5 separate regions of the Mus musculus genome follow, and all the other regions are linked to region 1. Evidence: chromatin contacts called from public promoter capture Hi-C data. All regions are on one chromosome and are shown on one strand. Each heading gives the region's core, a stretch centred on a gene start, on an enhancer-like site or on the middle of the called end of the contact. The rest is flanking DNA. Distances are from core to core; before and after follow the strand shown.

What was found. Promoter capture Hi-C pulls out the DNA fragments that hold promoters and counts their contacts. Capture Hi-C pulls out chosen DNA fragments and counts their contacts.
Region 2: a contact with region 1 is called in a promoter capture Hi-C map of liver, with 2.3 times the contacts expected there. The contact joins the promoter of Cfdp1 here to the promoter of Mlkl in region 1. A contact is called at or near these places in 8 of 39 promoter capture datasets (the 3T3-L1 cell line, the C10 cell line, the HPC-7 cell line and 5 more), 1 of 484 Hi-C or Micro-C datasets (psoas muscle), 4 of 115 datasets of contacts at active chromatin or transcription factors (bone marrow-derived macrophages, large pre-B cells, microglia and 1 more) and 1 of 9 other capture datasets (liver).
Region 3: a promoter capture Hi-C map of liver shows a contact between it and region 1, with 2.2 times the contacts expected there. The contact joins the promoter of Tmem170 here to the promoter of Mlkl in region 1. A contact is called at or near these places in 4 of 39 promoter capture datasets (the C10 cell line, cranial neural crest and neutrophils), 2 of 115 datasets of contacts at active chromatin or transcription factors (bone marrow-derived dendritic cells and large pre-B cells) and 3 of 9 other capture datasets (adipose tissue, liver and pancreatic islet).
Region 4: a contact with region 1 is called in a promoter capture Hi-C map of stem cell-derived epiblast-like cells, with 2.8 times the contacts expected there. The contact joins the promoter of Chst5 here to the promoter of Mlkl in region 1. A contact is called at or near these places in 5 of 39 promoter capture datasets (the HPC-7 cell line, cranial neural crest, liver and 2 more), 1 of 15 datasets of contacts at CTCF or cohesin (large pre-B cells) and 1 of 484 Hi-C or Micro-C datasets (embryonic stem cells).
Region 5: a promoter capture Hi-C map of pre-B cells shows a contact between it and region 1, with 6 times the contacts expected there. The contact joins the promoter of Adat1 here to the promoter of Mlkl in region 1. A contact is called at or near these places in 5 of 39 promoter capture datasets (the C10 cell line, the HPC-7 cell line, liver and 2 more), 3 of 484 Hi-C or Micro-C datasets (B cells, LSK cells and embryonic stem cells) and 1 of 115 datasets of contacts at active chromatin or transcription factors (bone marrow-derived macrophages).

What each region holds. Positions count from the first base shown.
Region 1 is chr8:111,336,932-111,339,631 of GRCm38.p6, forward strand. Mlkl (mixed lineage kinase domain-like) reads right to left here and starts at 1,274. Exons shown (of 11, transcript NM_029005.3): 1 at 893-1,274.
Region 2 is chr8:111,852,926-111,855,625 of GRCm38.p6, forward strand. Cfdp1 (craniofacial development protein 1) reads right to left here and starts at 1,412. Exons shown (of 7, transcript NM_011801.2): 1 at 1,219-1,412. The coding sequence starts at 1,282.
Region 3 is chr8:111,875,340-111,878,039 of GRCm38.p6, forward strand. It overlaps Tmem170 (transmembrane protein 170), which reads right to left and starts at 1,336. Exons shown (of 3, transcript NM_025781.2): 1 at 1,164-1,336. The coding sequence starts at 1,296.
Region 4 is chr8:111,908,819-111,911,518 of GRCm38.p6, forward strand. Chst5 (carbohydrate (N-acetylglucosamine 6-O) sulfotransferase 5) reads right to left here and starts at 1,381. Exons shown (of 2, transcript NM_019950.2): 1 at 1,314-1,381.
Region 5 is chr8:111,990,980-111,993,679 of GRCm38.p6, forward strand. Adat1 (adenosine deaminase, tRNA-specific 1) reads right to left here and starts at 1,323. Exons shown (of 10, transcript NM_013925.5): 1 at 1,202-1,323. Kars (lysyl-tRNA synthetase) reads right to left here. Exons shown (of 14, transcript NM_053092.3): 14 at 2,460-2,700. The coding sequence ends at 2,629.

The DNA.
Region 1 (2,700 bases), core at 24-2,523:
TACCAAAAAAAAAAAAAAAAAAGTGAAAAAGCAGCCAAACTGAAATCAAGCATGTGAGTAATTAGTTTTCCTTGTCCCCAGGATTCCTGGGCAGGAGGCACAGGCATTAATGTCAGAGTACTCTTTAATGGCTGAGCCATCTCTCTAGCCTGTCAGGACGCTCTTAGAGAAAAATCAATGGATCTCGGGGCCCAGCCATTCCCAGATGGTGAGCCCAAGTCGTCAAGGCTCTTTCTTGGATGTCTGAGAGCAAAGGAGAAAAATCTGGAAGCACTACTAAATATATTAATTACTCATATCCTCCCCCCCCCCCCCAGCCTGGACTATACAGTGAGTTCCAGGCCAGCCAGAGCTACACAGTGAGATCCTGTTTCGATAAACAAATAAATAAATAGTCTAAAAAAAATCAGATGCCCTTTAAAAAAAAAACTTTACGTTAGATTATTCGTGAAATGGGCCCCAGAAAAGGAAGAGGGCGTTCATAGTTAAGAACTGGAATCCCGCTGAGTAATGGTGGAGCATACATGCCCTTAGTCTCAGCACTTGGCAATCAAGAGGCAGGCAGATCTCTGAGATCATGTCCGGCCTGGTCTACGGAACAAGTTCCAAGTTCCAGTGCAGCCTGAGCCACCCAGAGAAACCCTGTCCTGAGTCCCCGCTTCCCCCACCCCTACCCCAAACCCCCGTAATCGTCTGTGCTGGAAATTAATTGTCCTACTGACTACCCATCTACTCTACGACTTGGGCACCTCGGGGCGGGTCCCCAGTCCCCACCTTTTGCCTTTCCTCGAATGCCATTCCTCGATCTCCATCCTCCTTGGGCAAAAAAAGGTCAGCAGAGATCTCAGCAGAATAACAGCCCAATTTAGTTAGGGAATCGAAACCAACTCACCCTAAGTTCCAGGAAGTCCAATCTGTGATTCTGGGATTCTCCTGCTTCCTCCTGCCGCGCTACAGCTCACTGGATTCTACGTGATCTCCGAGGGGCGCTCGTCCGGTCTATCCTGCGCTCAGTTCCTGTAGGATCATCAGTCTCCCGCCGCTCCCGGACCGCGGTCTTCTGCCTCGTTGACAATGCACGCCAGGTCGGAGCAGGTCCCCGGTGTCCTGAGTCCCCTCCCTTGGTGCAACCTTAAAGCTCTCGCCTCTCGGAGGAACTCCGCACCAGCCGCGGTTCCCGCCTAAAGTCAAATTTGGGCCAACGCAGCAATGCTCCAGCAGAGTCCTCAAAACCAACCTGTCCGACAGCTATTTCTGTCCAGAGTTCTGCTCCGGAAGCCGCGGCCAGTTTGACACGCCTTCCCCCGGCTTTCTACTCCTACTGGAGATATGCCAGCTTCCCACACCCGCTCTCTGGACAGCTCCCAGTTGAAGCCCCTAGTTGGCTGATTCTTTCCCCAAATCCATTAAATAGTTACTCTTCCCAGGTTCTCTGTTTGAGGTCTTGAATTTGGGGGTTGAGAAAATAAGGTTGCAGAGAGCCCTGATAGCCAGTGTAAGGGATAGCCTGGAACTTCAGCATAATTAAAAAAAAAAAAAAAGAAAGAAAAAGAAAAAGAAAACGAAAGTGAGGCGGATGTCCTGAGTCATTTTCCTCTCTCGAGGCAAAAGGCCTTGTCCTCTGACTTCAACGTGTGCACTGGCCCTGGCACGCAAACGCATGCATACCACACCGGTAAATACATAAAAATGGAGGTAACCCGTAGAAGTGCTGAGGCGGTTCCTTTAGCTGCTTTGTGTTGAATAATCCTGGGGCAGGGGATGGAGAGTAATGGAGGAAGTTTAAGGGAGTGTGAAGTTACCCAAGTAGGGGTCAGTTCCTTTTTTTCCCCTTCTAAGGTCATCTCCAAACTTTGTTATTTTTCAAGATGAGTTTATTATTTGTCAGTTATACCCCCAGTTAGCTAGTATAAGAAATAACCTTTCATTAGCTAGTTGGTGGTGGCACAGACCTTGAGTCCCAGCACTCAGGATCTCTGTGAGTTCGAGGCCAACCTAGTTTACAAATCCAGTTCCAAGAGCGCTAAAGCTCTACACACACACACACACACACACACACACACACACACACTCAGATATATGTTGAGATATATATCTCAAAAATAAAACTAAAACAAAATTTAAAAAGAGGAAGGAAAGAAAGAAGAAAATGCCGTTGGCTGACTCATGCTATATAGCTGGGAAAGAATAGAAATAAATTGTATGGGGAGACATTTTACTTTGAGGCAACATAGTTCAGGGATGTCTGGGGGGCTTAGTTTACCTGTTTTCTCACTTCTTTTCTTTATTAAAGATTTATTTATTTTATATTATGTGAGTACACTGTCATTGTCTTCAGACATACCAGAAGAGGGCATCAGAACCCATTACAGATGGTTGTGAGCCACCATGTGGTTGCTGGGACTTGAACTCATAACCTGTGGAAGAGCAGTCAGTGCTCTTAACCACTGAGCCATTGCACCTGCTCCATTTTCTCTCTCTCTCTTTTTTTTTTTTTTTTGCCCTTTCTCCCCACAGACATTCCCCACAAGATCTCATGTAGCCCAGGCTGGCATGGAATTCACTGTGTAGCCAAGAGTGTTCTTAGACTGTTGGTCCTCCAGCCTCCCCTCCTTCATCCTGGGATAACAGAAGTGCACCACCACACTTCTTTTCTGTGGTGCTGTGGATTGAACCCAGGATTCTGTGTTTGCTAGGCAA
Region 2 (2,700 bases), core at 162-2,661, 520 kb after region 1:
TGGCTGAAGTTAAGAACACGGGTTGCTTTTTCAAAGGGTCCACTTACAATCCCTAGCCCCGATTCAAGGGTCCACAATCGTCTATAATTCGACTTCCAGGGGATATTAATACCTATTCTAGGCTCTGAAGACACTAAATATACATGTAGATACATACAAATAGATGTGCATGTAGGCAAAACACTCACACACATAAATGTTTAAAAGATTTGTCTGGACCTCGCATAAGCTGGATTCTTAGTGTGCTCCTCTACCGCACCCCAAGAAAAAAAAGATAGCTAGGCCATTAAGAGTGTGCGCTTCAGCCGGGCGTGGTGGCGCATGCCTTTAATCCCAGCACTTGGGAGGCAGAGGCAGGTGGATTCGAGGCCAGCCTGGTCTACAAAGTGAGTTCCAGGACAGCCAGGGCTATAGAGAAACCCTGTCTCAAAAAAAAAAAAAAAAAAAAAAAAAAAAAAAAAAGAGTGTGCGCTTCATTCCAAAGGATCTGACTTTGGTTCCAGAGTCGGGCGGCTCACAACTGAGTGTAACTCCTTCACCTGGGGACCCGATACCCCCTTCTGTCCTCTTTGGCCACCTGAATGCACCGCCATACATACACAAAAATAATAAGGGGCTGGCGAGACGACTCAGCTCTACAACCACCTGTAACTCCAGTCCCAGAAGCCCTAGGCACACACATGATGTACAGAGACAGACAGACATTCAGGAAAAAACACTGATATACGTGCCATAAAATCTCTAAAAATAAAACTTTTGAAAAAGTTCTTAAAAGAGGACGATGGGTAGCTCCTGCAAAGAGGGAAAACACATTATCACATCAACTTTCTAACAAGCCGATCCCTTCCGAACCCAGAGGCGGACAATTGAGTTTCGGACGTGAAGGAAGCTGGCAATTCCCTAAAAACAATCTCCAATGTCCGGGTCGGCTTCCAGAACCAGCCGGTAGGTAGGTAGTACGCTCAGCCTGCGGGCTTCACGCGCCTGTTCCCGCGCTCCGAGGGGGCGGCGGCCCAGGACAGCAGCTATGCAGAACCGACACATGCGTGTTCCAGGCCGCCTGAGGGCCGGGGTCCTGATAACCCGAACTCCGGAGCCCACGGGCCGTGGGGACCTCGCGATCACGAGGCCCACGCCCTGGGGACCGTCCGGGAGAGTCTCGAGTGAGGTGTGAAGCGTGGAAACCACCCTCCTTTCGCCTCAGGCCGAATCGCTCACCGGACGGCAAGTAGTCCTCATCCTCGTCCGATGTGGAGAAGTCTTCGGAGTCGAATTCCTCCATGCTGCTGTCACTTGGGGCCTGCTACCCACACGACTGCGGCCACTGCCCCAAAATAGCGAAGCTAGATATAGGGCGAGACCATAGGGGTACAGGACCAGCAGCTAGGGCCGCCCTAGAGGCGAGCGCACATGCGCAGGCAGTGCCACGTGGTCAGAGACGACACTTCCGGCTGCTGCGATTGGTCAGTCTACACTCACCGGGCCCTTGTGGGATTCCGGACCCCCACCTCTCAGAAGCGATGCATGCTGGGGCTTGTAGTTTTCAACGGTACCGTGCGTCCTTAATGGAGAATGGCTTATCTGCGGAAATAGTACTTTCTCTTTATACTTGTCTTTTTATTTTGAAATTTGCTCACAAGCTAATATTTTTTCTAACTCTAAAATCAGAGATTAAAATGTCGCTCCCGGATATGCTCAGCGAGTAAAAACTGAAAGCTGAATAGATAGATGCTAAAGTTCCCATCAACTTTTGAGCAAGGCTGAGGCTCTGCCTTTTTGATTCAATTCTCTCGCTAGAATCGAATTCTTTAATGCAGTTTTTGTGCCTTTTCCCTGCATTTTTGTTTTTGTTTGTTTTTTTTTTTTTTCTGCCTAAAATTGCTCCCAAGAACACTACCGAAACTCTGTCTAATATTCTAAGCGCAAGAAGACTGCGACGCTCTTTCCTGAGAAACTCGGCCTGTTAAGTAAGCTACATTCAGGCCTGAGTTACAAGTACTGTTGGCAGTAAGTTCAGCATTAATGAATCAACAATCCGATAATCACTAAAAGACAAAAGGAAATCCGCTTATCTGTGAGGGAAGCCACTACACAAAGTGCTAGATTGACACTTTTGAAACAACGGGAAAGATGGATGGAAAAGCAGTTAAATTTGTGAGTATGTGAGGATTGGCGAGACGGCCCAAAGGTTAACAGTACTTGTTGCTTCTGCAGCAAAACTAGGTTTGGTTCCTAGCATCCCCAACATGGCGGTTCACTACCGCCCTGGTTCTGACCTCAATAGGCACCAGGCATGTATGTAGTACAGTGCAGCAAGCACCTTCACCCACTGAGCCATGCCCCTAGTCCCTCAGAAATCACCTTCTGCCGGGCGTGGTGGCGCACGCCTTTATATATATATATATATACACACATTTTTTTAAAACTGTGATGAGAATATAATGCATACTGTACTGAGAATAATCGAACTCTCGGAGCACATGAAGGAGGAAGATGAGGAAATCTTAGCAGAGAAATCCGTAGGAACAACCAATAGGAAATTTTAGCAGAGACATCGGGAGGACCAACCAATGCTCTGGATGAGTGGGTAAAACCTGGTGGGAGTTGACCAATGGGATGGCAATGGGAATCAGCCTAAGAGTTCACAGCCGTCAAAATATCAGTGTGGAATACATCTAAAGGGGGCTGGGGAAGGTGACG
Region 3 (2,700 bases), core at 86-2,585, 540 kb after region 1:
CAGAATAGTCCTGCTTTGCATGAGACATCCATCAACACCAGCCAAATATACAACTGTGGCCCCATAATCTAGCCTACCATCTAGGCCTACCTAACCCCACCTATGATGGTCTCACAAGTGCCTAATGAGCCTCAGCTTTTAAGTAGACATGTGACTTTTACCACCCGAACTAAGCATATGGGTACTTGTTATTCTCTGTTTCGCCTTCTCAGGTTTGGAAATCTCCTTAATAGTTGGGAGAGAAGTAAGAAAATGAGTTAGAACAGACTCACTGAATCCTAGGAAAGAAAGAACCCTTCATCTTTTGGAGAAGGTCGCCAGAATGCTGTGTGTCTGTGTGTTTACTTATTTGTAATCACTTTCAGATTTGTTTGTTTATTTATATATGTATTTATTTGTAATCACTGTCAGGTGGGACACTAGTACTTCTGGAAACAATCTGAACTCCCAGACTCTTTTCTTGTGGGCAGGATCACAAGCTAACATCTTCAGCTGCCACAAAACAAAAAGGCAGCCACCTTGTCAGCTACTACACAGGCAGGTCCCAGGTGTCCACCGAGAGGCGCCTGGCAGTCGCTGCCCAGTAGATGAGACTCACAGGTGTCTGGTCGAAGGTTGCAGTCAGCAATCCCACCCGTCATCCTCTTTTACAACGTCACTGGGTTAGTTTCTCTTTGCGGCAGTGTCCTAATACCCCTACCCCCCCACACCCCACCCCACCCCCGCCTCTGTCGTCTTGCCTTCAAAAACCCAAAGCAATCATGCCCTCCCCTGAGGGCCTTTATTAATAACCTCAGGGGATCATTCTCTTCTCCACAACTTTCTGAATTGTAGCAGTTCTACAATGTAAATGTAACTTTAAAAGCCCTCCTGGCAGAAGGCGGCGAAGCCCGGGTAAGAGCTAAGAGCAATTTAGAAGTTCTGTCTTAAGTTCTTCTAGGTGCGGGTGGGGGAATCCGCAACAGGTCTGAGCAGGCTGGTGGGAAAGTGGGTGTAGGACAGAGTCAGAGGACAGCGTCAGCACACAGGCTCTCAGAGGAAGGATACTAGCAGTCACTAGGACTGGACAGCCGTCGCCCCAAGTGCGATTCCAGGGCTGCCTCGGCCTCGCCCTGGGAGGCAGGCGACAGGTGCGCAGTGCGCAGGCGCGGGGCGGGGCGTACCTGGGAAGGAGCAGAGCGAAGTGGAGTTGGGGCACAGGGTCCCGTTGCCCACCCGCGGCACGAGCTTCAGGCTGAGGATCTGCTGCAGGAGCCCGGCTGAGCCGCCGCCACCGCCGCTCCCCTCGCGCTCCATCCCGCCGCCATCCACCGCCCGCCGCGCCGCGGAGTACCGCACCTCCGCAGCCACGGCGTCACCTTTGGCCGGCCCTCTTCTCCCGCCCACTCCAACGGCGCTGCTAGAGTAATCGTTTCTCCTTCCAATCACAGGGCGCCGCAGATGGAGGGGGCGGGGTAACGGTTGTTCCCGCCCCCTGGCGCTGCGTTCGATTAGAGAAACCCACGGCATGCTGCGCCCCTAGTGGCAAGTTTCTTCTGCTCCATCTGGGTGTGTTGGGCTCTGCCCTCTTTAGTGCCACCTTTAAGTAGGACAAGTCCGGTGAGATTGCTCAGCGGGTAGAGGCGAGGTGTTTGCCTCCAAGCATGAAGGATTTGCCTTCCATCCCTAGGACTCATATGGTGAAAGGTGAGAACCAACTCCCATGGTTGTCTTTTTACCTTCACATACACATAGACTCACATACATTTTAAAATAGTATACAAGGATACATCACCAAAAATAAAAATTAAGTGACCACTAGCCTACTCAAATTTCTCTGTAGGACTGAATATGTATTGACAGAGAACCAGCCTAGCTGCACATCCCTAGATTCCAACCCCAGTTGCTTAGCCTGTCAAAGTCTATAGGTTCGCTGGGCGGTGGTGATACGTGCCTTTAAACTCAGCACTCAAGAGGTAGAGGCAGGCAGCTTTCTGAGTTCGAGGCCAGCCTGCTCTACTGAATAAGCTCCAGGACAGCCAGAGCTACATAGAGAAACTCTGTCAAAACCAAAACCAAAGCAAATACAAGACAAAACAAAAGACTGTAGGTTCAACTTCCGAACAACCAACAAGCAAAAATAAGACTTTTTAAATGGACCAAAACAGAGGCAGGCGGATTTCTGAGTTCGAAGCCAGCCTGGTCTACAAAGTGAGTTCCAGGACAGCCAGGGCTATACAGAGAAACCCTGTCTCGAAAAACCAAAAAGAAAAAAAGGACCAGAAATTCTCTAAGTCACAGAAGTTGAAACTTTTAGGAGCTGTGACCTGAGTTCCATCTCAGGAGCCCACGTGGTAAAAGAGAACCCATAACTGCAAGTTGTCCTTTGACCTGCACAGGTTCCCACACACATATGGCCATGGCTCTCCCTGGTTGTAAACTTGACGACGCCTGGAATGAACTAAAACCGCAATGGCTGGCGAAACCTGTGAGGGATTTAAAGTAGCAATACCTATAATCTGGATCTTTGAGGTGGAAAATCCACCTTTGATCTGAACCACGCCATCTACCGGTTTGAATATGCTTAGCCCATGCGAAGTGTGGCACGTATTAGGAGGTGTGGCCTTGCTAGAGGAAGTGTGCCACTGGGTAGGCAGGCATTGAGGTCTCCTAGTGTTTAAGCTCCACCCCAGTGCGGAGGAGACAGTTTCTCCTGCTGAG
Region 4 (2,700 bases), core at 131-2,630, 570 kb after region 1:
CACCCGGGCTTCCAGTCAGCCTAGCCCCAGCCTCCCCCCCTACCCCCCCCCCCCCCCCCCCCCCCGTGTTCGAGCCTCAATTCCCTCATCTTTAAAAAGACAGCATTTAGCCGGGCGTGGTGGCGCACGCCTTTAATCCCAGCACTCGGAAGGCAGAGGCAGGTGGATTTCTGAGTTCGAGGCCAGCCTGGTCTACAAAGTGAGTTCCAGGAAAGCCAGGGCTACACAGAGAAACCCTGTCTCAAAAAAAAAAAAAAAAAAAAAAAAAAAAAAAAAAAAAGACAGCATTTGGTGTATTTAGCTAAGAGCATGGCAACACAGTCCTGTAATCCCAGAATTTATGAGTTGGAGGCCAGGCCACCCTGGGCTACAGTGACAGCCTGGACCGTACCAAGTAATCAGGCCTCAAATCCCAGAACCCTTAAGCCCTCCTTCCGAAGTGTGGGGGGAATTGAATTTGTTTCCCCTTCCTGCTATGTATTAGGAGGAAAGAGAAAGGAACATTTTTTGGGGTGCGCACAGCACATACTGCGGCCAAGAAAACCCACTGCTGTGTCCAAGACTGAACATCGAAAAGCCAAGCCACTAGACCCAAATTCTAGATCTGGTTGCAAACTAATTTTTTTCTTCAGCATTCTGTGACAAAGCTCTTGAGCAAGCTTAAAATGATGCACTACTAGTGGATGGGAGAGGGAAAGGAGGGGTGAAGCCCCTGGCGGACTGACCATTTCCAAGAGCCCTGCGAACCATAACTTGTCACTATGACACACATTATACACAATTCACTCTCGCCACCAAGCCTGGCTAAGCTGTCAGACCGGTGAGCTACGAGAGCTGCGTCTCCAGTTCAGTCCAAATCCCTCCTTGAAATGGAACATCCCACCTGGAGACCTGATTACTCATCTATACCCGAAAGCTTGGAGTTTGCCCACGAACTGGCCCTGCCGCCCAGAGGAGAACCGCTCTCTCCCCAGGCTCAACAAAGACTCCTAGGACTGGTCCCTTCCGATTTCTACCCCACAAGCAGTCCTTCTTCCCTGGGAATCCACGGGGACAGACTCCGTTCTTACGATCCCACAGCGAAGAAGGGACATCCAGTGACATCGGCCCGGGAATCTAGAGGGCACCGATGGGGTACTAACATATAAGAAACACTTGGAGAAAACCAGATAGGAATCCCGGAAGAGCAGTAAGAACGAGATGTTGGGGTGCAGGAGTCCTTAGTTATCCTTAACCTTAGTTATCACGAAGACCCGGGCCCCCCACCCTGGAGCAGGCACCCCGTCCCCTCCCCCGTCCCGGCCCCGCTCTACCTGCGCTGCCCGCTGCGCTTCTGCGCTGCGCACCCAGGGCGCACACAAAGAGCCGCTCAGTCGGTGGTGGCTCTTTGCCTGGGGCCGCCGGCGGGAGCCAGGGCGGGATCGGAGCAAGGAGGCAGCCAGTTGGCCTAGGGCTCCTCTATCCTTCCCAGGCGTGACCGTGGTGGGCCACGCCCGGGGGCGGGGGAGGGGGGCGAGGGCAGGAAGGTGGAGGACACAGGTGGGCTCCCGGAACACTGACCGCCCCCCACGGGGTGGGGTGGATGGATCATCAAGCCTGCTGGCAGAGCCACCGCTCGGCCCCACTAATGGACCGAAAATATCTGTCCCGAGGGAAGAAGCTTCCAGAGGACAAAAGGCCCTTGTGCAGGAAATTGAATCTTTATCTTGCCCCCTCCTCTGAGGGTGGCATCTTTGCAACTATCCAAACAGACACCTTGATGCCAGGGGGACCAGGATGCCTCCTAAACAACAGCGGAGTCGGGAGGGGCCGAGGGAACAGGTAGTTTTTGCAGCTGCCATCCCCTTCGGGTACACGCCTCTACCCAGAGGTGCAGGTCCAGATAAACACTGGACACATCGCAGAAAAGAGATTTCTCCTCTTAACAAGTAATAGGGCAGAGCCCAAGCATATGCAGAAGGCAGGGCTTTGTGGGAGATTTGTAAATCCGTGGTGGGGGTTCAAGTCCCTTCTGGGAGCCTTTCCGGGCTTGCGGCTTGGCAAGATAAAATTAGGATCCTTAACCATGACCATGAGTTTTCTGAGCTAGTAACTTCTTTCTGAATCTATCTTAAGGAAATAAACCAACAATGAAGATTTATATATAACTTTCAAAGAAGTGGTATTTACCACAGGGGGCGGGGAAGCTACAATGAGCACAAAAATAAATAAACAAATAAATAAATAAATAGCTGCATTCTAAGAGAATGCTGTCTACTAACTTCTGGGTAAAGTTAGATGGCGGTTACTTTCTTCAGAGCTGGGTGGTAGCAGCACAGGCCTTTAATTCCAGCACACGGGATGTGAAAGTGGGTCTCTGAGTTCGAGGTCAGCCTGGTCTACAGAGTGAGTGCCAGGACAACCAGGGCTACAGAGAAACCCTGTTTTGAAAAGTAAAACAAAAATTTAAAGTCAGGTTTGGTGAATCATTCCTGTAATTAATTCCAGCACTTGAGAAACTGAGGCAGAAGGATTACCTGAAGTGTAAGACCACCCTGGGTTACATTCCAAGACCCTGTTTCCATAACATTAAATAAGTTTAATCGAGGCTCGTGAGATTTACATATTTTCTCCAGGAGACACTTTTAGAATTTACCTGGCCAAAAATGTACAAAACTTACTTTGAAATGCATGAATGTGAAGAAGTGGGGGGGGGGGGGG
Region 5 (2,700 bases), core at 73-2,572, 650 kb after region 1:
AAGGGTGTGGGCATGGAGTTATACTTTCTAGGTTTCAATCTCAGTTTTAATACAGATGAACTGTGTGATTCCTGGGTAATTAGTTTTCACATCTGTTAAAACATGACTAATAGTATTTAACATTTTTTTTTCTAGACAGGGCTTTTCTGTGTAACAGTCCTGGCTGTCCTAGGACTTGCTCTGTAGACCTGGGTGCCCTGGAACGCACAGAGATCACCTGCCTCTGCCTCCTTTGTGCTAGGATTAAAGGCACGTGCCACCTAGCTAGTATTTAACATCTCTTATAAATACTTAAAAAGGCAAATGTCTATATACTGTGATTAGCATTCAGAAGATACAACATTTGGTGATCTGGGAAATTTGTATTGGTGGCAGAAGAGAAGCAATGTAACGGGCACACCAAGCCACTTCCATACAACCTAACAGAACATTATGCAGATCAGATCTGAAAGAGGCCTACAGTTGGCAGAAGAAATTCTCTCACTCTTGGCTGTTAGCGCTCACTGGATATAGCTCGACTTCAGTCGATTATATAAAAAGCTCCGTAGATGAGCTCACGCGATGGCTAGAGATGGCAGAGCATTTGTAGAATAAACAACAGAATTGTTTTTTTTGTTAGTTTGTTTTTTTTCTGAGCTCTGATGCGATGTTTTGGCAAGGTATTTCTAAGACTTCTGCAAAATGCAGGCACATTTTGCAGTAAATGGTAATGACTATTCTGGCAGGGGCTGACAGAGATTGTAACTTTCAAGTCTAACGCAGAGAAGTCTTGTATTTCTAGAAGGAATCCCAGAATCCTGTTAGTTCCTGATAGGCATCACAGAAGTTTATTTTATGAAGGTAGCCATCTGCCATTAAATTCGAGGTACACATTAGAACTACAAAACAAGGGGACGAAGCGGTCCAAACTACATCACGTCATTCACGCAGTTGTCGAACGTTTCGATATTTTGGGTCCGCTGTAATTCATCTCTACAACCCCAGGGCTCCTTCATACGAAGCAGCTCACAACAGGTATTGCTTTGGCTAAAAATAACAGTGCAAAGGTTGAAAAAACAAACAAACACTTCTTTTCCCACCCTTCCTACCGCAGGGCTGGAGAGCCTAGCAGGGCTGAGACCCCTCCCCGTGGGAGCAGTGGACACAGGTCCTCACAGTCTCCCCCCACCGCCCTCCCCTCGGCCAACTGTGTAGAGCTAACCCCGAGACGCCGATCCGGAGTCCCTCACACCCTATTATCCACGCGCCGCAACCTCCACGCGATGCCCCTCTACCGCCACGCTCGTTTAACCAGGTTGCGCAGCGGAAGTGACGCCCTAGAGGGCCGCTCCGGTCAAGCTCTGCCCGCAAAGCACGCTGGTCTTTGTAGTCTGTGGGAACGGTGCAAAGGGGAGGAAGCCGCCTCCGCAGCAAAGACCGACTTAGCTCGCATCTCATCAAAATTTTGAACAGAACTATAAGCAGATCCTCTGACAGTTTCTCACCTCAGTCATGGGCTTGGATGACCTGGCCCTCACTCATTTCTCTCATAACCCATTGTTATTCTTCAAATCGTTTCTTTTTTTTTTTTTTTTTTTTTCGAGACAGGGTTTCTCTGTGTAGCCCTGGCTGTCCTGGAACTTACTCTGTAGACCAGGCTGGCCTCGAACTCAGAAATCCACCTGCCTCTGCCTCCGGAGTGCTGGGATTAAAGGCATGAGCCACCACTGCCCGGCTCTTCAAATACAGTCTTATGGACATATATGCATGTATATATTTTAAAAGATTTATGTGCGTGTGCCTGTATCAATTGTCAATTTGTGCACATATGTGCATGCAAATGCCCAAGGCAGCTAGAAAAGGGTATTGGGAACTGGATCACGGTTGCAAGCTGCCTGACACACGGGTGCTGGGTACTGAAGCCTGGTCCTCTGTAAGAGCATCAATCCCTTGCAGCACTGAGCCATGTCTCCTGTACTGCAGTCTAAGTCTGCCTCCAGCCAAAAGGAACCTGCACTGGATCTGGTCTGGTTCTCCCTCAACTCTGCACTCAAGCCCTAAAGAAAATAAAAGGGATTTTTATGGAAGAAGTGACTTGACTTTTGTTCTCTGGTTGTTTCCAGTATTTCAGCACAATGGCTCATACTGAATAGACAGACATTAATATACATTTATTAGAGATTCTGACTGCAGGTGGGGCCGAGAAGTTGGCTTAGGAGTTAAGAGCACACCCTGCTCCCATGGGGCTGACCTTCGTTTTTCAGCCTCCGTGCTGGGCAGCTTACAGTGCCTGTAACTCTGGCTCTAAGGGACCCAACATCTCTGGCCTCAGGGCACCTGCACTCTAAATGCACACACACACACACACACACACACACACAATTGATAATAAAAATAAATCTTAAAAAGAATACAATGACAGAGCTCTAATTAGACCACTCATCAGACCAGCAGCCCGGGGGAGAAAAAGTAACACTGCATGGGTAAAGAGAGAAATGATTTATTTGGTAACGAGGAATAAAAAGAACTTCTTTAGTTCTTCTCTCTTGTGGAGGTTGGACTGCAGTGGCCAGATGGACGGCGCCACACAGGAATCGCTCCCTCAGACCAGATCTGCTGAGATGCAGACACCATAGTTGCATGTGCCTTCTAGACAGAGGGGCTGGCCTCTGTGCTCTCTGGGGTTTCAGTGGTCGCTGCAGTTTCCTTCTTGTCCTCTGG